Regions from separate parts of the Mus musculus genome. Here regions 2, 3, 4, 5 and 6 are each linked to region 1. A link is a contact called in public HiCAR-type, HiChIP or PLAC-seq and promoter capture Hi-C data. All regions are on one chromosome and are shown on one strand. The core of a region is the stretch at or near the end of the contact, and the rest is flanking DNA. Distances in the headings are between cores, read along the strand shown. Region 1 holds the start of Agk (acylglycerol kinase). Region 2 holds the start of Adck2 (aarF domain containing kinase 2). Region 3 has its middle 30 kb from the start of Mrps33. Region 4 holds the start of Ndufb2 (NADH:ubiquinone oxidoreductase subunit B2). Region 5 holds the start of Dennd2a (DENN/MADD domain containing 2A). Region 6 overlaps Braf (Braf transforming gene).

Evidence for each region. Promoter capture Hi-C pulls out the DNA fragments that hold promoters and counts their contacts. HiCAR-type assays count read pairs that join an accessible place to other places. HiChIP or PLAC-seq counts read pairs in DNA pulled down with a chosen protein or histone mark.
Region 2: a HiCAR-type map of astrocytes shows a contact between it and region 1, with 4 times the contacts expected there. The contact joins the promoter of Adck2 here to the promoter of Agk in region 1. A contact is called at or near these places in 7 of 39 promoter capture datasets (the 3T3-L1 cell line, the C10 cell line, embryonic stem cells and 3 more) and 2 of 115 datasets of contacts at active chromatin or transcription factors (astrocytes and embryonic stem cells).
Region 3: an H3K27ac HiChIP or PLAC-seq map of embryonic stem cells shows a contact between it and region 1, with 6 times the contacts expected there. The contact joins the enhancer-like site here to the promoter of Agk in region 1. A contact is called at or near these places in 2 of 39 promoter capture datasets (cranial neural crest and embryonic stem cells), 3 of 115 datasets of contacts at active chromatin or transcription factors (embryonic stem cells, pancreatic cancer cells and stem cell-derived neural progenitor cells) and 1 of 9 other capture datasets (embryonic stem cells).
Region 4: an H3K27ac HiChIP or PLAC-seq map of embryonic stem cells shows a contact between it and region 1, with 11 times the contacts expected there. The contact joins the promoter of Ndufb2 here to the promoter of Agk in region 1. A contact is called at or near these places in 3 of 39 promoter capture datasets (the 3T3-L1 cell line and cranial neural crest), 1 of 484 Hi-C or Micro-C datasets (embryonic stem cells) and 3 of 115 datasets of contacts at active chromatin or transcription factors (astrocytes, embryonic stem cells and forebrain).
Region 5: a promoter capture Hi-C map of liver shows a contact between it and region 1, with 3 times the contacts expected there. The contact joins the promoter of Dennd2a here to the promoter of Agk in region 1. A contact is called at or near these places in 6 of 39 promoter capture datasets (the 3T3-L1 cell line, the C10 cell line, hippocampal neurons and 2 more), 3 of 115 datasets of contacts at active chromatin or transcription factors (astrocytes and embryonic stem cells) and 1 of 9 other capture datasets (embryonic stem cells).
Region 6: a promoter capture Hi-C map of stem cell-derived epiblast-like cells shows a contact between it and region 1, with 2.5 times the contacts expected there. The contact joins the enhancer-like site here to the promoter of Agk in region 1. A contact is called at or near these places in 5 of 39 promoter capture datasets (the 3T3-L1 cell line, 3T3-L1-derived adipocytes, cranial neural crest and 2 more) and 1 of 115 datasets of contacts at active chromatin or transcription factors (astrocytes).

Annotation. Positions count from the first base shown.
Region 1 is chr6:40,324,148-40,326,991 of GRCm38.p6, forward strand. Agk (acylglycerol kinase) reads left to right here and starts at 1,331. Exons shown (of 16, transcript NM_023538.2): 1 at 1,331-1,383.
Region 2 is chr6:39,572,617-39,575,461 of GRCm38.p6, forward strand. It overlaps Adck2 (aarF domain containing kinase 2), which reads left to right and starts at 1,260. Exons shown (of 8, transcript NM_178873.3): 1 at 1,260-2,590. The coding sequence starts at 1,685.
Region 3 is chr6:39,779,472-39,782,376 of GRCm38.p6, forward strand. No RefSeq gene overlaps it. Among named protein-coding and RNA genes, the nearest start is that of Mrps33, 30 kb to the right of the region's middle. Within about 2 kb of position 1,635, at least 194 of the 459 cell types and tissues checked have an H3K27ac peak or open chromatin away from gene starts, as enhancers often do. A contact at or near this core is called in embryonic stem cells, where this site is marked.
Region 4 is chr6:39,591,024-39,593,881 of GRCm38.p6, forward strand. It overlaps Ndufb2 (NADH:ubiquinone oxidoreductase subunit B2), which reads left to right and starts at 1,542. Exons shown (of 4, transcript NM_001358797.1): 1 at 1,542-1,689. The coding sequence starts at 1,592.
Region 5 is chr6:39,556,207-39,559,483 of GRCm38.p6, forward strand. Dennd2a (DENN/MADD domain containing 2A) reads right to left here and starts at 1,628. Exons shown (of 19, transcript NM_172477.4): 1 at 1,369-1,628.
Region 6 is chr6:39,678,813-39,682,007 of GRCm38.p6, forward strand. All of the region lies in intron 2 of Braf (Braf transforming gene), which reads right to left. Among named protein-coding and RNA genes, the nearest start is that of Braf, 45 kb to the right of the region's middle. Within about 2 kb of position 1,694, at least 23 of the 459 cell types and tissues checked have an H3K27ac peak or open chromatin away from gene starts, as enhancers often do. A contact at or near this core is called in stem cell-derived epiblast-like cells, where this site is marked.

The DNA of each region.
Region 1 (2,844 bases), core at 81-2,580:
AGTGTAAGCTGAATAAACCCTTTCCTCCCCAACTGCTTCTTGGTCATGTTTGTTCGGGAATAGAAACCCTGACTAAGACAAATGGGCTCATGGCTTTATTTTATTTTCTGATTCATAAGTGTCCAACTAACCTATTCTACGGTGGAACGTGTCATTCAGGGCAACTTGAATCTGTGTTCCAAAACCATTGCCATTCATACTTGGCTCAGAATACATTTATTTCCTGTTTCCTAGGGAGACAGCAGTGAAGAAATGTCTATTTTCTCCAGATAGTGACAGGAACAGACCCCGAAGAAATGATTCCACTAAAGTCTAGATTTGTGGATCCATGAATTTGATTGGGGTAGTGAGGAATTACCTATAGGAACATGAGCAACTTAGAGGAGGCAATACCAGTGAAGAAGTTCCCTCAACACTCCTCAGCCCCTCTGGCCCAGTAACCTTTAATTGCTTGTACATCTTGTGGAAGATGGGAGTCCCTAGAGATCAAATATTAGTGGATCCAGTCTTGGGACATCTCAGGCGAGTTCCCATTTGAAGATGTTCCTACTGAAAAACTGTTCCCATTTAAGACAGCAATGTTGTGCCCTCAGGGCAGACTTCTAAGAGTCCTCTTTGCAGCAAAATCTGTTTTATTTTGTTGACATCTTCCTCGCAGTGAAAGGTGGCAAGATAAAAAGTTTTTGTAACTGCCTTGGTGTAAGGCAGCTAACAGGAAGCTTCTCTGCACCTGCCCTTCATCTTCAGCCCAGCGATCTTTATATTTTAACAAGACACATTTTTCTGTTGTCCAACACCCCTGTGGGCTCTCCTGCTGCATGGCTCCCTTTTCTCATAGCTCTTTCTGCCTCCAGCACACAGGCCTAAGGGTTCTGTGATTTTGTGCCTGATTTCCCCAGCCTCAGCCCCACTCCCACCCCACCCTGCTCTTCCGTGCATCCAGACCTGATCATCATCTTCCTGCTCTCTGGAGCTCAAACTTCCGCTCGTTAATTTAACACAGTGCCTCCTCATCTCCCGCCCTGTCGCTGGGTTTTGTTTTATTTTGTTTCATTTACCACTATGCCTTAGCCATTTAATTACTTTCTGATTTAGTTCCAAATCGTAAAACTGTTCTTATTATGTATTGTGAACTTTCCAGAAACGACTGGCTGGCGACAGATGGATAGATGAAAGATTGAATGAACAAGTAATGTGAGAGAAAGGGAAGGGAGGGCGGTGGCTGCTGCGAGCCCATCCCTAGGTCACGGGAGGGCTCGCCCCCGCCTGGCTCGCGCTGCTCCGCGTCGGAACCCGAGAGCAGAGGGAGCGGTTTCCCTGAAAAGAGAGGGAGAGTTTTGTGAGAGCACACAGGAAAGGCCGGGCGCTGAGCGGCGGGCAGCGGTGAGTTCGGGGAGCAAGCTAGGGCCGCGGGATGTGTGTTGTCAGGGTGTGGAGCGCAGCCGCTGGTGGCTGCGTTGAGCAGAGCGTCCGGGGAACCCGCCTGGCGTCCGGGGATCGGCCACGCGGTTGCTGACTGCGGTGGGGCGGGAGGAGGGGAGATTGGGCCGGGCCAGCATGGCGTGCACGCCCGTTGTCCCTGCGAGTCAGGTGTGCCGGTTCGAGTCCCAGAGCCGTCCCTAACCTGTGAACCCCTCAGCTACTTCCCACCTTGGGCTGTGGGGTACTCCGGAACAAAAAAACGGGGCCAGTAATATTTGAACCCTAAAGGGTGGGTCGGTTCATTCGTTCTATTTATTAGGTTCTGCAGATGTGGATGACTAGAATCTGTTCTAAAAAGCTCTTTAGTGAGAAAACCCCTACTTTTCTTGTCAGAAGAGGGTCAGAATTTGAGAGTTTTTGGGTTTGGGGAAAGCCTGTTTGGAAGGCAAAGATATGTTAATTTAGGCATAAAATTTGAGATTTTTAACTGACATTAGTGAGAATGAAAATTTTGGCTACTGAGAAGGGAATATACACTGAATGTATTACAGATTGTGAAGACAAATACAGATTTTATTCACAACTGCTTCACTGCAAAAATTAATGGTGTTTCCCTTTTTCTCTAGGGAAAATGTTAATTGACTTATCCAGGGTCTCACCATCTGTAAACGACAAAGCTAGGATTTCGTTAAGCACCTTGGCCAGTCCTCTTTGCACACTAGGCTGCCTGCATATTTCCCTCATCTTTTAATAATATAGAAAGCATTTAAGACAGGGTGGGCGTGGCTTTTTAAAAAGACAGTCCACTCAGAGTGTTGTCGACTGTCCGATATTCGTTCCATGCCCCTCTCTACTTGGGTGATGTTCCAGCCTTCCAGCAGGTGGAACAGTCTAGAGTCTCCTTAACTGCACACTGTTTCCCCACAAACCTACAATGTAAATCCAAAGCCTTGAAATCACTTAACAATCCGTTGCCCAAGCACAAAACCTGGCTCCGTTTCCTCGTCCTTCACCTCTTGCAATCAGTTGATCATCAAGCCCTGCCCATTTCTATTTCATAAAGACCTCCAAATCATTTGTTGACTCTTGTCTAGAATTTGTGGCAGTCACCCCTCGAATGGCTCCTTTTAGATTTACTTTCAGGTTCTGGCAGTCTGTTTTATATTCTGCACCTCAAATGTGATTGTTATTCATCTGCTAAAAAAAAAAAATCTCAAGTTTTAAACATAATATTGTTTTAAACATAATATCCAAAGACCTTAGTGCGGATTCAAAGCCTTTTCAAATCTTCCCCCTCCCCATGACCCCATCGTTCATCTTAAAACATTGATTTTTAATGTCTGGTGTGTTTGCAACCTCCATTGCAATTATGTTAGTAACTGCTAACTAAAAATCATATGACTACTCAGTTCAGGAACAAAG
Region 2 (2,845 bases), core at 10-2,509, 750 kb before region 1:
CCTTCTTTCCTTCCTTCCTTCTTTCCTACTGGAATTGAAAGTGAGGGCACCGTGCCTGACACCTGACCACATTTCAAAGCAGTGTAAGGCATCATGTCTGCCTTGGGAAACCCAAAGGGTGTACCCCATCTTTTAGAGTTAGGAACTGGACTGTTATTGACCATACAGGAAGAGCCATTGGCCACTCCACTATTCCTGACTGTTAGTGGCCCTGATCTTACCTTTGGAGAAATTACTATATCTTCTGAGCCTTCTGGATGGCCAGGGGGTGTGTGTCTTGAGGTTGAATGACATGTCCAGTGATAGGAACCCTGGCCTTGTCCTTGTTTCTCTTTTTCTATAATCCTTTTCACCTGGGATGTCTTTAAATCTACCCTTGGTCAGACTTTTGTGCAAATTTCTTTCCACACAGGGACAAAAGCTGTTGATAGGTAGTAGGGACTGTGGTGCCCCAGGGCAGGCAGCTTTTTAAGTTCCAGAGCGCTGAGAAGAAATTGCAAGCCCTTTCCCTGGCTATGTAGGCTCAGTTCCCATGCTCTATCACCTACACACACACACACACACACACACACACACACACACCCCTCAGAACATCAAAAGTCTTTCCTACTTTGGAACTTTTATTTGGCTCCTCTCCCAACACCCTTTTTTTCTTCTCCAAAGTAGCCCAGCCTATGATTCAACCAGCTCCTCACTGCTTCTGTGGCCCTTGCTACATTTTTATTTCTATGACATTTATTTTGTATGTGGGGGACACGACTTAAAAGGAATTGGTGACATCCTTCCTTCATGTAGGTTCCACGGATCGAACTCATTTATTTCGTTGGGCTTGACATAAAATAATATCGTTACCTATCTAGTTTAGTATATATTCTTGTGACTCAACAAATATTAAATTAAATTCAAGAAAGACCTGATTTGGCTCAATAAGTCTTAGTTAAGTGTATAAGCCATTCCCTAAGGTCTAAACACCGCCGCTAAGTCAGCGTAGCCTGAGACTCAAGAACTCAGCAGCTGAAAAATCTGTCCTTCCTTTGGACCCACTTGTAATATTCAGTGTAGTTTAATATTTCTAGGATTTAAGCTACGAGGCTGTGAAGAGGAAAGGCAGACGCGGAAAAGAGGGCTACAGAGCTCGCGTCTGCGTTTTTTCTCTAAATCATCACAGGAACTCGATGTGCCCAGGCGCTTTTGCCCTAGTTCGCGCCGTGGCCCCTTTAAGGAGCATGTCGTGGGCAGAGAGGGCGGAACCAGGTACCGGAAGCTGGGAGCAGCGCTGGCCCGGACGCTTAGTGCTCTCTCTCTCTGCCTGGTTGTCACTGCCCGCTCTGTGCAGGTCCCGAGCCATCGGCTCGGCATCTCCGCCGCCCCCCGGGAGCCTGGCCCGTGAGCCCGCCGGAGCGCGCCTCTCAGGTCTTCCCGCGGCCCTCTGAGGCTTCGTCGTTCTCTCTAGGCCGCGGGTCCGCATCTCCGTCCCTGGCGCTCGGCGACTCCCTGCACTCTGAGCTCTGGCGCTGGACAGCTTGTCACCCGTGGTCCCCGGCTCAGGTCCCCGTTATCCCTCCCCTCCTGGGCTGCGCTAGGGGGCGCGGTCCGACTCATCCCCGCTTCGGCACGGAGCGTCTCCACAATGGCTTCCCTTTAGGTAGAGAACAAGCAGTCTAGGCCAAGGGGTCTAGAGAGGATGGTGACCCCCTGGCGTTTGTCTGTCAGGGTCTGCTTGTCACACTTAAGATGCTTTGAGTTCAGAAAGGAACTTGGGCATTCCAGACCCCTGGGATGCTCTCGCAATGCCAGACTATGTTGGTTTCTGCTAGGTACTTTGCCCAAATTAATCTCAGCCCATGGCAGTGTTGGAGAGGGGGCGCCTGGCAGCTTGTGCCAGAGAAAGACTCACTGGAGTGACCTGGCGGAAAATGGACTAGTGGAGAAGGTGGCCCAAGAAGGGCCTCTGGCCCGCGTCTTACTGTGTCTCCGCCTAGGGCTCCGCGCTGGTGTGCTCTTGGCGAAATTCTTCCCCCTCCTCTTCTTGTACCCTCTCACCTACTTGGCCCCTGGCCTCTCCACCCTCTGGCTCCATCTGCTTTTCAAAGCTACAGAGACCTCAGGCCCAACATATATCAAATTGGGCCAATGGGCCAGCACCCGGCGCGACCTCTTTTCAGAGGCTTTCTGTACCCAGTTCTCCAAGCTGCATGTCCAGGTGACCCCCCACCCTTGGGCAAGGACGGAATACTTACTCCAGCAGGCATTTGGGGAGGATTGGGGCAGCCTCCTCTTTTTCGAGACCCGGGAACCTGTAGGTTCAGGTTGTGTGGCCCAAGTGTACAAAGCGTTCGCTAGTATTTCCTTGTTGGAGGAAGACAGGATCTGGAGACTTGGGGAGCTCTCTGCCCCAGGAACCAGGGCCGTGGTGATGCAGAGAGAGCCCTTTATGAAAGACCGGAAGCCTTCAGAAAACCTTGCCGACGAAGCATTTCTAGAAAAACTGCTTCTTCCTAAAGCTGACCTTGGTGGGTCAGAAGTGGGTGTGTCTCAGGCTCCCTGGCATCTGCCTAAGTCAGATCACCTCATCCCAGTGGCAGTGAAAGTAAGTGCTCTCAGACCTTGCCTAGCACTTTAATCAAGTACCTACCCACTGAGCTGTCTGCCCCAGATCCGAAAGAGACCCTCGTGAGGGGCACATTGCTTTCTGTTCTAAGACTGAGTATTCCTTCTCCAAAAATGCTTGGGAATGGGAGCGTTTTGGATTTCATACGGTTCTGGATTGTAGAGCATTTGTATATCTTGGATGAGATAGCCTGGGATAGGACCCAAGTCTAAACACGAAACGTGAAATTCATTT
Region 3 (2,905 bases), core at 385-2,884, 540 kb before region 1:
TTAAATGGAGTTGTTCACTTTACCAGATGTTTGTTGTTTAACTGTATTTGCAGTCATCATCTTGTCTGTTGCCCTGTGAAAATGGAGGTGTCTTTGACTCGATCATCAAACATTTATTTATACGGCAAACTTCCCTGTATCTTTTTAGTGATAGAAACTTAAATCTTTATGCACTTAAGCCATTCCTTCCTTTCTAGCTTTCTCCCTTCGTTTCTTCCTCTCTCTCCCCTCCCCCCTCTTCCTCTCTCCTTTTTCCCTCCCCACCCCCCACCTCTTTTCCTTTTCCTTTTCCTTGGATCTAACCCAGAGCTTTGCAAGTGTGCTGGGCCAATACTCTGCTGTTGAACTGCGGCCACAGCCCTTTTGCTCCATATCTGCCCCCACCTTATTTGGAGACAAAAATTTTGCTCTGCAGGCAACACTTGAACTCATAATCTCCCTGCTTTCCCACCATGAGCTGCCATCCATGCCTGGCTGTTTTGTTTGTTTGACTTTTGTTTGTGTTTGTTTCAATTACTTAAAAAAATGGTGTTGGGGTTGGAACTTAGGGTCTTCTGCATACTAAAAACATGCTCTACCACTGAACTATACTATACCTTCAGTTCCTTTTTGTGTTTTTAAAGAATTATTTTTTTATGTCTAGGAATATTTCACCTGCATGTTTATGTGTGCCTAGAACCCCATAGAAGTCAGATGAGGGCTTTGGATCCCCTGGAACTGAAGTTATAGATGATAGTGAGCCAATACGTGGGTGCTGGGAATCAAACATGCCCTTCAGAAGAACAGCCAGTGCTTTCAAGCTGGACCAACTGTCCAACTTGCACATATACATATGTATATACACACACATACATATACACATACATATATGTACACACACACATATATATGTATGTGTGTGTGTGTGTGTGTGTTTGTTTTTTGTTTTTCATTTTTGAGACAGGGTTTCTCTGTGTATCCCTGGAACTTGTTATTTAGATCAGGCTGGCCTTGAATTCAGAGATCTGCCTCCTGAGCTAGGATTAAAAGTATGGGCTACCATGCCTGGTTACTTTTGTATATCTAAAAAGTTTATGTGTACGATCATTTTGTGTGTCTAGACCCATGGAAGCCAGAAAAGGGCTCCAGACTTGAGTCACAGATGCTTGTGAGCGACGTCTGGACAGGAACTGGATCTGGGTTCTCTGCAAGGGCAGTGAGTGCTGTGCCCACCAGCTCCCTTTTACAAACCTATTTTTAACTTCAGAACATTATCTCCACTTGATAAGATTCAATAAAGCCTTCTATTTTTCTTTTCTTTCTTTCTTTTTTGGTATGTGTATATTTAACTTTTGTTTTTAAAATGAAATCGTATAGACAGGGTCTCGCGTTGTATGCGTGCAGCTCAGGCCGGACTTGTGGCTTGGTGATCTTCCTGCCTTAGTCTCCGGAGTGCGGGAGTTAGAGGCAGCTGGCTGGGGAACCTGCAGCCACACAGACTTATCTCTTCCTGGGTCTGGAAGGCAAAGGTAAAGATTCTTGTCGTTAAAACTGCTGCCTGTTAGGAACCAGTTGGACTGCAAATCTCAGCAGGAGCGCTTTGAGCGGCTGTCTGCTGACAGCAGGATGAGCTGCCGGTCACAGAAAGCCAGGGGGGAGGGGGTGGGGTGTTACTGGGAAATTCTCCTCCCCGGACAAATGACCTTTCACCCCCTAGTTCTCTGTGCTCCTTTTCTTCCTCTTGGTTTTCTTTCTGAGCTTCTAGAGGAGACTAAGATATCCGTGGATTTAAGGACTGATGGTATATGACTGCTTGGTGTTTGTTGTAAAAGGTTCTGTCGCTCCTTTTGCAGGGAAACCAACAGAAACTAAAGTACAATAAAGCACAAGAGGCCTGAGTACGTAACTCAGTGGTAGAGGTCCTGGCTTTGACGCACGCGCCCCCTCCCCCTCCCCATCCCCCAAACACACACACCAACCACACAGAGACAGGGAGACACTGGGTAAACACACATCGGGTGTGAGGCCAGAGGAGCTAAACTGTAGGGGAGATCTGCCTGGGAATGAATGCCTTTCCTGTAATAACCAGAAACAGCTCCTTCGGAGGAAACTGTGAGCCCCAGGGTACAGAACGAGAGTCAGCTAGCCGGGAAGCAGACACAGTGGGCTGGCTTGCTTTTTTGCTTTTGCTTTTGTTTTTTGTTTGTGTGTGAGTGTTTTTTTTTTTTTTAGGCCAATTTAAATTATTTAAGTATTTTTGTTGGCGATGCGTTCATTTGCTTTTCAGTTCCACTTATGATATGCCTTCATAATCATCCACTCTTAGAAGAAGCCTAAATGACTGGTTCAGCAGCTCCCAGCAAAACCTCGCTCTGGAACCTATGTGAAACGCAGGCGTCATGACTAAGAGGAACTACTCTTAGTCATGTTTGTTAAGAACTGGCTTTGTGAGCCCGGCCTTAGGAAGTGACCACAGATTTCACAAGTCCACACATGTGCCTGTTAGAGCATGTTTGTTAAGAGTCCTATGTAACTCCGGTTTGATTTGTACCTGAAGGGACCGAGGGTAAAATACTTAGCCGCTGGCACGCCAGACTGGTCAACAGCCTCGGCGTGGGGTTTTAGCTACTTCTCTAAGGCTGTTTTCCAGCTTGGATTTTTAAAGTCTGCAGTTGCAAGCGGCCTACCAGACATAGCATTTCTTGCCTCCTTTTTTTTTCATACGAGATAACATTTCAAGGCGGTAGAGGCGAGGCAGCCCTGAAATTCCTAGAAGATTAGGAATGTGGGGGAGATAGCATCAGTGTGACTTGGAAGTTTCTCACTTTTCCAGCCTGGGTCAGGGGACTATAGACTTTACCCCCCAGATAGCCACTAGCAGAGTGGTCAGGACCTCCTGTGTTTACATTGGCCTACGGTAGCCTCA
Region 4 (2,858 bases), core at 292-2,791, 730 kb before region 1:
TTCAAGTCTGGCCTTGATGAGTACTTGACTCTTGAATATGAAACATCATAGCAAATTTCTAATATGTGATGTTGGTACACTAATGTTATAACCTAAAACTGCATGTTCTTCAAATCAACCAACCCAAACCATAATGTACCAGGGAAGACCTTGTTGGAATCAATATTCTTGGTATCACACACACCCCTACCCACTAGATCATAGCGAAAGTAATCCTGCAAAGCAACATATTATTATTATTATTATTAATTTTTCTTTTGGTAAAATGTGCCATAACTTACAGTGGCCTTGCAAGCACACTAGGGCGGGAAGTTCAGTTGTTATTCTAATACAGGTGATGACTGTGTCTCATCCTATTGGTAGAGTGCGACCTCAGACTCTGCCATGGTTGGATAGTTCCTAATAGATGCAAAGGAAGGAGGGAAGGAAGGGGTCCATAGCTCTTGTCGTCAGAATGGAAGGCCTTTGTGTAAACAGGTTTTCCAGATGATTAAAATACTTGAATAATTTTACAAGGTGGAGATTATTAGAGTATTGACTGTTGGTGTGCTAGCTACTGTTTATAGAAAAAAGTCCGTTTCTCACAACCTCTTGGGGTTAGGAGTAGTCTTAGGTTTGGAGTCTATCCAGATTTCAACAGAGGCAATACTGAGAGAAAAAAGCAGGCCGAGGAAGGCGGACTATTTTAATAGCCAGTGGAGCCTTTGTTTCTTGAAGGAAATCTGAAGTGAGTGAAAAAATTAGTTTTTCTGGAAAGATGACAGTAGGCTATCCTATAGACCTAGTAACTCGGAACAGATATGTATGTCTTGTTTTATGAGGATGAGCTTGAAAATTCATATTCCCTCCCCACTAATGGCCGGAGACTGAGCGCATCTGCGCGTCTACGTGCATCTATTTGTGTTACAGCTCCCACTGCGAGTACATTTCTACGGCTGAAGTCAGGTCTCGATTTGTTGCCATCTTGGTGTTGCATCTTAACTGGACTGCCCTCATGTCCTTATTTTTCTGCTTGCTTATTACATTAATAACAAGAGGAAATGCCAAAAAACCTCGAATTGGCTAAGGCTCGAGGCGTTAGGAACTTTCCCCCATGTTCCTGGCCGACTTATTCCGAGTGTGCCGGGTTGGGTTCCTCAGGTGATTCCCGTGCCACCAGTCCAGGTTCTGAAATTTAACACCCTGGCTGATTAGTCATTCAGAACAATGCTGAAACAACGATGCTATAAAATAAACATTGCGATGTTATAAAATAAACATTGCGTGGTTCAGAAAGGGCTTAGGCCTTTAACAAGGGCCCACAGTGGCAAGAACATGCATGAAAGCACCGTCTATATGAGCCAAAGCAGGGAGCAGCAGTAAGGTCAGCCAAGAGCACCTTGCCAGGCTGTGCCACGAGGCAGCCAGGGCTCCTCCTGAAGGACGACCTATCTGCCCGTTAACCTGGAGCCTCTAAGGTCCGCCAATGGCTTGAACTTGTCCCCTGTGGCCTACCATCAGCCCGGGTAGAGACGCAGTGCGACGCAGTGACGTCACGGGCCGGGACTCGGGGAAGTGACGCATCAGGGGTGGGAACTGCAGTCTTGCTAGTATGTCTGCGCTCACCCGTCTGGTACCTTTCGGCCGCGTCGGAGGCCGCCTGCTCCGGGGCTGCCGCGCGCGGGCGGCTGGAGACAGTGGAGTCCGTCAGTGAGTGTCGGGCGGGGGCGAGGGTTCGGCCGGCTTGAACAGGCAGCGCTGCCATCCGGACGCTGTCACCTTGAAGCAGTCGCCCGGGAGGGTGCGTGAAACTCCGCTGCCGCCCGAGGCATGCTGGGTCTTGTAGTTTTGCCTGGACCGAGACTGGCCTTTTAGTCGGCTTGGTGGGCTAGAGGTGAAGGGATGGCGCAGGGTTGCGGGAGAGAGGCGTTAACTAAGACCCGAGTGATAAGAATCCAGTCCCGCACAGTCTCCCGGACTGAGCCTTCCAAGCAGCTGGCTAGTGGAGGTCCCGAGCGCATGGAGACGGGTGGAGATGGGCTCAGAGACAAGACGGGTCCAGGCAGGGCAGACACGGAGACCTTGAGTCAGTAAGGTAGTATAGTCTGTTCTTTTCACCATTAGGTACATTTTTACGATTAAAATTTGGCACTTTTTTTGAGCCTCACTGTGTAGCCTCGACTGACCTGGAACTCATTAGTGATCCTCCTGTCTCTGCTTTCGGAGTGCTGGGATTAAAGGCGTGCGCCCCCAAGTCAGTGTTTAGATTTGGCACTTTAAATCCTAGATTGGATGCTGTGTCTTACTCATTTTGCCTTCTCTCCACCCGAGATTTGTAATACTTATAGCTTTATTTTGTTGTATTGATCTGTCTCTCAGTCTCTGTCTGTCTCTGTCTCTCTGTCTCTGTCTCTCTCTCGCTCGCATATAACCTGGCAGGTTTTGTCCACCGAGATTTCTTTTAAGATCTTCATACCGTTTTGGGGATGCTTCCCGTCCAGTTTCACTACTTAGCTTGGATTTCCCTTACCTCCAACGGGGGAAGAAGGGTTCCACTATTCATCTAAGTTCCCAGCCCTTGGTTTGGGTTTTTGGGCCACAAAAGGTCCAACCCAGCAATAGTTCAGGTGGAAACTTACCTGAAGTTTGGCTTCTGGTAACTAAGTTTCAGTTTCCTTCTCGTTGATTTATTATTACTTTTCGCCCTTTCATTATGGGGCTACAGCTTGATTCAGGAGTCTAATGATAGACCACTTGTCTTGGGTCTCTGAGTCGTCAGAGTGGGATCCCTGTGAATGCCAGCTTCAGTACTGGCTTCCCAGGCATTTGTGCTCAGTTACTGATACTTTTTTTTTTTTTTTTAAGATTTATTTATTTAT
Region 5 (3,277 bases), core at 378-2,877, 770 kb before region 1:
TGACCCCAGACATCTCATAAAGGTTTGTGCCACACTCCCGTAATTCTAGTGTTTTGGAGGTAGACTCAGGGACTAGAGAGATGGCTCATCAGTTAAGAGCACGAGCTCGGGCTGCTCTTCCAGAGGACCTGGGTTCAATTCCTAGCACTCACATAGCAGCCCACAACTGTGTGTAACTAACTCCAGTCCTAGAGGATAGGCACTAGAGCGGCCGTGGGCACTGCATGAACATGGTGTACAGACATACATTCAGGGAAACTCATAAAGATATAGTACATTTAAAAAAATTAATTCAAAATCAAGTTCAAGGTCTGTCTAAGCTACCTGAGACCCTGCCTCAAACAAACAAGTCCCTGAACTGAGCCTGCCTGCCTACCAGTAATCCTGAATTTAGAGAGTTAAGACAAAAGGGAGGACTTTAAGTTTGAGGCCAGCCTGGGTCACATACTGAGACCCTGTCTCAAATAAATAAACTGTCTGTTTCTGTTTGCCTTCTGCTTCCTCTCTGAATCTCCAACTCTCTCCTCTGTGGTCCATTCCCTAAAGAGCCTATTCAACTCTTCAGGTGTTTGGTACTGAAGGAGAAAGGCTTTTCTATAGTAACCACAGCAGGTGCAAGTGTTTCATAACAAATTACTGTAAAGTGCCTATTATAACACTATTACCACACTCCACAATTACCTGTCTTTTGGGGAGCTATAGTCACAACCCTGAAAGCCATCAGAGCACCCGGCCAGAAGTCAGCCTGCTCCTTCCTCAGCAGGCTGGTTAAATTAGGGTCCCAGCTCTCTCCTTGTTCCAATCCAGGGCCAAAGGAAGGCACTCCTTAGCTTCCTGTGTCTGCCCCTCACTACAGGATTCCGGGCGCTGAGCTCCCTCTGGCTCAGTGGTCTGACTCCATATCACAGTGACTCTCCTGCACAGGACTATATCCTGTGTGGTTAAGAGACTTACCCTGGGCTCCATCTACTCCCAACTCCATCCTTGGGGAGGAAAGTGGGAGAAGTAAACTTCAACGTACCCCACTTTCCACCACGACAAATCCCGACTAGAGCCGCCTGGACTCCCCCACCCCAGCGTACACACTCGGTCTCACACGCGCGTACTCACTCACAGCCGCCCGGGAGCTCCGGCACAGCGCAGGGCCGGGCTCTGCCCAGTTTCTGCAAGTTTCTTCGGCCCTGAAGTTAGCCCGACCCGGGAAAGAGCTGTGGATCGCTTCCTGCGCGGGTCCCCAGGGCCCCGCTGAAGCGTCCCCAGCGCCGCCTGCGAGGAGCCCCGGCTTGCGCCTGCAGTCTCCTCGTCGCCCCCGCGCGTACCCTCCCGGGTCTCCCCCGAGGTCGCCCGCACTCCGGCGCCCAGCCCTACCTCTCTACGGGCGTCGGCTCCGCGGGTTCTGGGGCGCAACTCGCGGTCGCCCGGGGCAGGGGCGGCGGGGGCCTGGGGCGCCATGGCCCGCTGCCCTCCGCGCCTTTGTCCGCGCGGCCTCCCCCGGCCGCCGCGAGCCCCTCGGGTCCCCGCCGCGCGCGCTCCCGTCCGGTCCCCGCCGCCTCCGGCCTCGGAGGCGTGCTGCGTCTCCTCTGGCCTCCCGCGCGCGCGGCCCCTTCCTCTGCCCTGGGCTGCGCCGCGACCGTCTGCAGTGACGCGCGCCCCCTCCTCCCGACCCATCCCGCGGCTCCAGTGAGCTAATCCGCAGCTGGCGGGCGCCCGGCCGGTTGCCACAGCAACCACTCTCCCAGGGCCCGCCGCCGAGGGGAGCCACGGTAAACAGGACCTTCTGCCGCACTCACTCGCCCCCTCGCCTTTCGAGGGGTGGGGGAGACGGTGGCTTAACCTTTTCTGTGCTGAAGATCGCCGAACCGGTTCTCTGCTACCCCGACTGAGGTCCATTCTTGAGATGCGCTTAGCCAGGGGCCGAGAACCAGATTTAGACAGCACCAAAGCCGTAGCCACACTCCCTGCCCTTGCTTTGTTTCTGAGCAGTTAGGGTGGACGCCTCAGGCAGAATTGGGCTCCACATTTGCCCCCAAGCAACTGACAGTCATGAGATAGGCCTTCGAGGCCCAGTTTGCCCATAAGCAACAACTCACAGTCATGAGACAAGCTATTTGGACCCAAGGGTCCATATTTGCCCCTAAGCAACTCAGGAGCCTGGGCCATAAGGATCCAGGGGCCCACCTCCCTACAGAAGGGTACAGAATGGGTCCCAAGCCCTGGTCAGGAAAAGTGATCAGAGAACTGGCTTTCTACAGCACACCGGTCCCACGGTCCCACGGTTCCACGGTCCCACGGTCCCACGTACACAGGGTGCAGTCAAAGCACTCACACAGGAGGTTTTTAAGACAGTAGGATTGCCAAATTGGGGGGCTGGTGAGATGGCTCAGTGGGTAAGAGCACCCGACTGCTCTTCCAAAGGTCCAGAGTTCAAATCCCAGCAACCACATGGTGGCTCACAACCATCCGTAATGAGATCTGACTCCCTCTTCTGGAGTGTCTGAAGACAGCTACAGTGTACTTACATATAATAAATAAATAAATCTTAAAAAAAAAAAAAAAAAAAGGATTGCCAAATTGGAGTCCACTTGAAAATGCTGTGGGGGCCTTAAGGGAGCCAACACAGGCTGGGGCATTCTCTGGGGCTTTGGTGACCAGCGATAGTGAATCAGTTATAGAAGGTGGAGAAACAGGGCAAGAAAAGACAGCCTGAAAAGAGGGAAGAGTGTGACTGGTGTTGTGGGGGTGTCACATTATGGTATTTGGGGGACCCTTAAGTGGGAGGGAATAAGGATCGATGGGTAGGCCTGGAGGGATTCAAGTGGCCTGGGCAGAATTTGAATATTATGCTAAAGGCAAAGGGGTCCAAGCAGAGAAACACCAGATGCTAAGTGCTCAGGCCTGACAGTGACAATTTATCTGCCCTGAGGGTAGGTGCCAGCCAGTCTCCTTCCTGGCTATTAGAGACCTTCAAGAGTAGCCTAATGGCCTAAAGCTTAGGTTGGGGTGGCCAGTTGGGGGTGGGATAGGTACAGACCCAGAGTCTTACAACTTCACAAAGTGGGTCCTCAGAAGAAAACTAGAGCTTCATATAAAGAGGAAACCAGGCGAGGCATGTCTGTAACCCAACACTCAGGAGACTGAGGCAGGAGATCTCTAGTCTGTGTGCAGGGGGTGAGGTATGGTAATGAGAGTGGACTTCAGACACCAGGGAACTGGGACTTAAAGTTCCAGGCGAAACAAAGTTGCATGTCCTTCATAGTTGAGGGGTTTGCTCATTGCA
Region 6 (3,195 bases), core at 444-2,943, 640 kb before region 1:
CAGCTATGATCCTGGATATCAACATGCTCTCTGGCAGTATTCCTTATTATCTCCTTCCCCATCAAATGCTGCTTAAGCAAGTAAAAATTGATTTGATACCCTGCAACCATAGGAAACTCTGGACCACTAGGAGTATACCCTTTTAAACATCCCATTTGACAAAAGCTATAAAGTAAAATGGCTTACCATATTAAATACCAAATTCTAAAGGAACAGAATGATACTGAAAGTAAAGAGATGGCATTGATTGGAATATACATATCCACAGTTCTTTCAGACAATGGAAATCACCTCAGCCTAGAGTAATTTAGCCCTTTTGTTCCCTAACATCCCAAACAGATGCAGTACTAGAAACATTTATGAACCTCTACAAGAGAGAATCAAGGATTATAATATGACATTTCCTTTTTCTCAAGAAGTTTACTGGGCTAGCAAGATGGCTCAGCAGGTAATAGTGCTAGCTGAGCAAGCCTGAAACTTGAGTTTGATCCCTAGAACCCACAATGAAAGGAAAGAACTAACTTCTGAAAGCTGTCTTCTGACCTCCACATGCATGTGCATGCCCCAGCCTCATGAGTACAACATAAAACAACACACAATAAAAACTTTAAAAAGAGGCCTGTGTGCAGAGAATTTTTTAACAAAGAACATATTTTAAGGTACTGGGTGGGGGGAACCCCACAGATTTCTAAACTGAATGTCAGGTAATGTGTTGGAAAGTGCAAGGAGTATATGGACCACACTAGGAAATCTGTATTTCATAAGCAGAAATTATACCGCAGGAATTACCTGAGGAAGGGGAGAATGCAAGAGCAATCTCATTTCAATAAAGGCTACAGCACTCTGGTGTACTGAATATTTATCTTACTGAACAACTTTTTTTTTTTTTTTCCTGAACAACTTTTGAAAGGAGAAAATATAGTGAAAGTACTGAGGTAAGGAGCCTGAACTCTGGAAAAATTCCCCTTTGACAATTTCGTAGTCTAGAACTGTCACGAACAGAATAGAGAGTTACCATCAAATCAATTCAAATCTTTCTGTTTAGTTTTCATATCAAGAGGCTAATTAATAAGGGTGCCTTTCTCAATATGCTTCATTTATTGAGTCTATATTCATTCAATAAATATTCGTTGTTTATCTCTATACTGGCATCGTTTATGCTGAGACTACAAAAACAGACAAGGCAGACAATTCTTACCCTTAAAGGTTTAGAAATGCCTGGGAGACAAGTTCTTTCTTACATAAATCAAATATTCTTATTACTGAGGCCTAGGCAAACATGGTTATTATATAAAATTAGCCTTATAAAAAAGAATTATTGGAAACAATGAATTTTCCAAATATTCTTCCCTTATCAAAGTATTAATGTTAAATTTTGAAAATATACCAATTTCTTCAGCACAGATTACAAACTATCACTTCACCACATTATCAATAGTTTTTTTCATTCTCACAGTTCAGTTTAACAAGTTACTTCGGCTGCATTCAGTGCTGTACTTGTTAGCTGTATGTCAACTTGACAGAAGCCAGTCATCTGAGAGGAGGGAATCCCAACTGAGAAAATGCCTTCCTAAAATCAGATTATAGGCAAGCCTGTAGGGCATTTCCTTAATAGATATAGAAGTGCCCGGTGGTGGATAGCCCAGGGGTTGCTTGTATTTTGATGCTAATTCCACTCTCCAGGGAGAATGGAGTCTTGTATACTGGTGACTTCTTGTCACCTATCCCCTAATGAGTAAAGGAGAAAATCACTGGGTAAGTAGGGGAGACTTCCGGGCTGGACGGAAGAAGAGGAGGGGGAGGTGAGAGAGGGCCCAGGGGGGATGGCTGGTCAGCCCTACAGGGCAGAGTTGCAGGCACAATCTCGGGAACGAGCCAGTTCTTTTTTAATATTTCCTGCACAAGGCCCAGCCCATTGTAGGTGGTGCCACCCCCTGACTTGGTACTGGATGCTATAAAAAGAGCAGGCTGAAAATGAAAATTTTGTTTTTTCAAGGGAGTTTCATTGAGGGAAACAAACTTCTCTTAAGGATATGCTGCAAGCCTGGCAGTAGATGAGCAACAGAAAACAAAAGCAAAACAAAAACCTCAATAGCACTGAGTTTTCTGGAAGTTCCTTGTCTCTATAGCAACAGTGCCCTCACCACTTAATTTTTAAAAATTTGTATTTCATTTTATTTATATTTTCTCTCTTTTTACCGTACTGATCCTTTGCATATATATCATGGCTTCGGGTTTAGTGTTCGAATAAATGGGTCTCTGAATTTTTAGGTTTTTTTTTTTCTCCTTTTGGGGGCTCTTTTCTTTCTGTCTGTCTGTTTTGTTTTTTTTTTAAAATTTTGATGTGTTAGTTCTTGTTTTATATTATTATATTATTATTCCTTGAGAAGCCTATATGTTTTCTACTGAGAGACAGAAAGGGAGTGGCTTCAGATGAGGGGGAAAGTGGGGAGGATCTGGGAGGAGTAGAGGGCGGGGTGACTGTTATCAGGATAGATTATATGAAAAATAAATCTATTTTTAATAAAAGGGGGAAAAATAAAAGGAAGCAGGCTGAGCAGGCCATGAGGAACAAGCCAGTAAGCAGCACTCCTTCATGGCGTGTCTCTGCATCAGCTCCTGCCTCCACATTCTTGTTCACTTGAGTTCCTGCCTTGGCTTCCCTCAACGGGCTGTGATTCAGGATACAGAGGGCAAATACACTCTTACCTCTTCAAGTTTCTTAGTCATGGTGTTTCATCATAGTCATAGTAATCCTAACTGTCAAATATGACTGCTCTCTAATATCCCTGCCTTAGAAATTTAGGCATTTATTTCCATTCTGTCTTCAAGACCCAGAGATATTCATACCATAGGCTTTACAAAAGATTGAAATGATGCCAGAGTCTGACTCTGGGACGTTCACAACCTTGAATGAACACTACTCCACCTTGACTTTACATCTCACTAGCACACGAATAGGTTTCAGGTCAACATGAATATTTCTAACATCTTCCCAGACTTTGGTCTATACTGTACTCTTTCCCATATTTTATGGATTATTATTCCAACATTATCATCAATCAAAAGATCAGTCATTCCGAGGACTGGAAGGAACAGATGCTAATGGATAAAGAAATTCTTTTGAGTAATACTGAAAGTAATACTGTTTGAGAGTTTATGGTAATGGCTTCCACAGTTCACAGATCTCCTGCA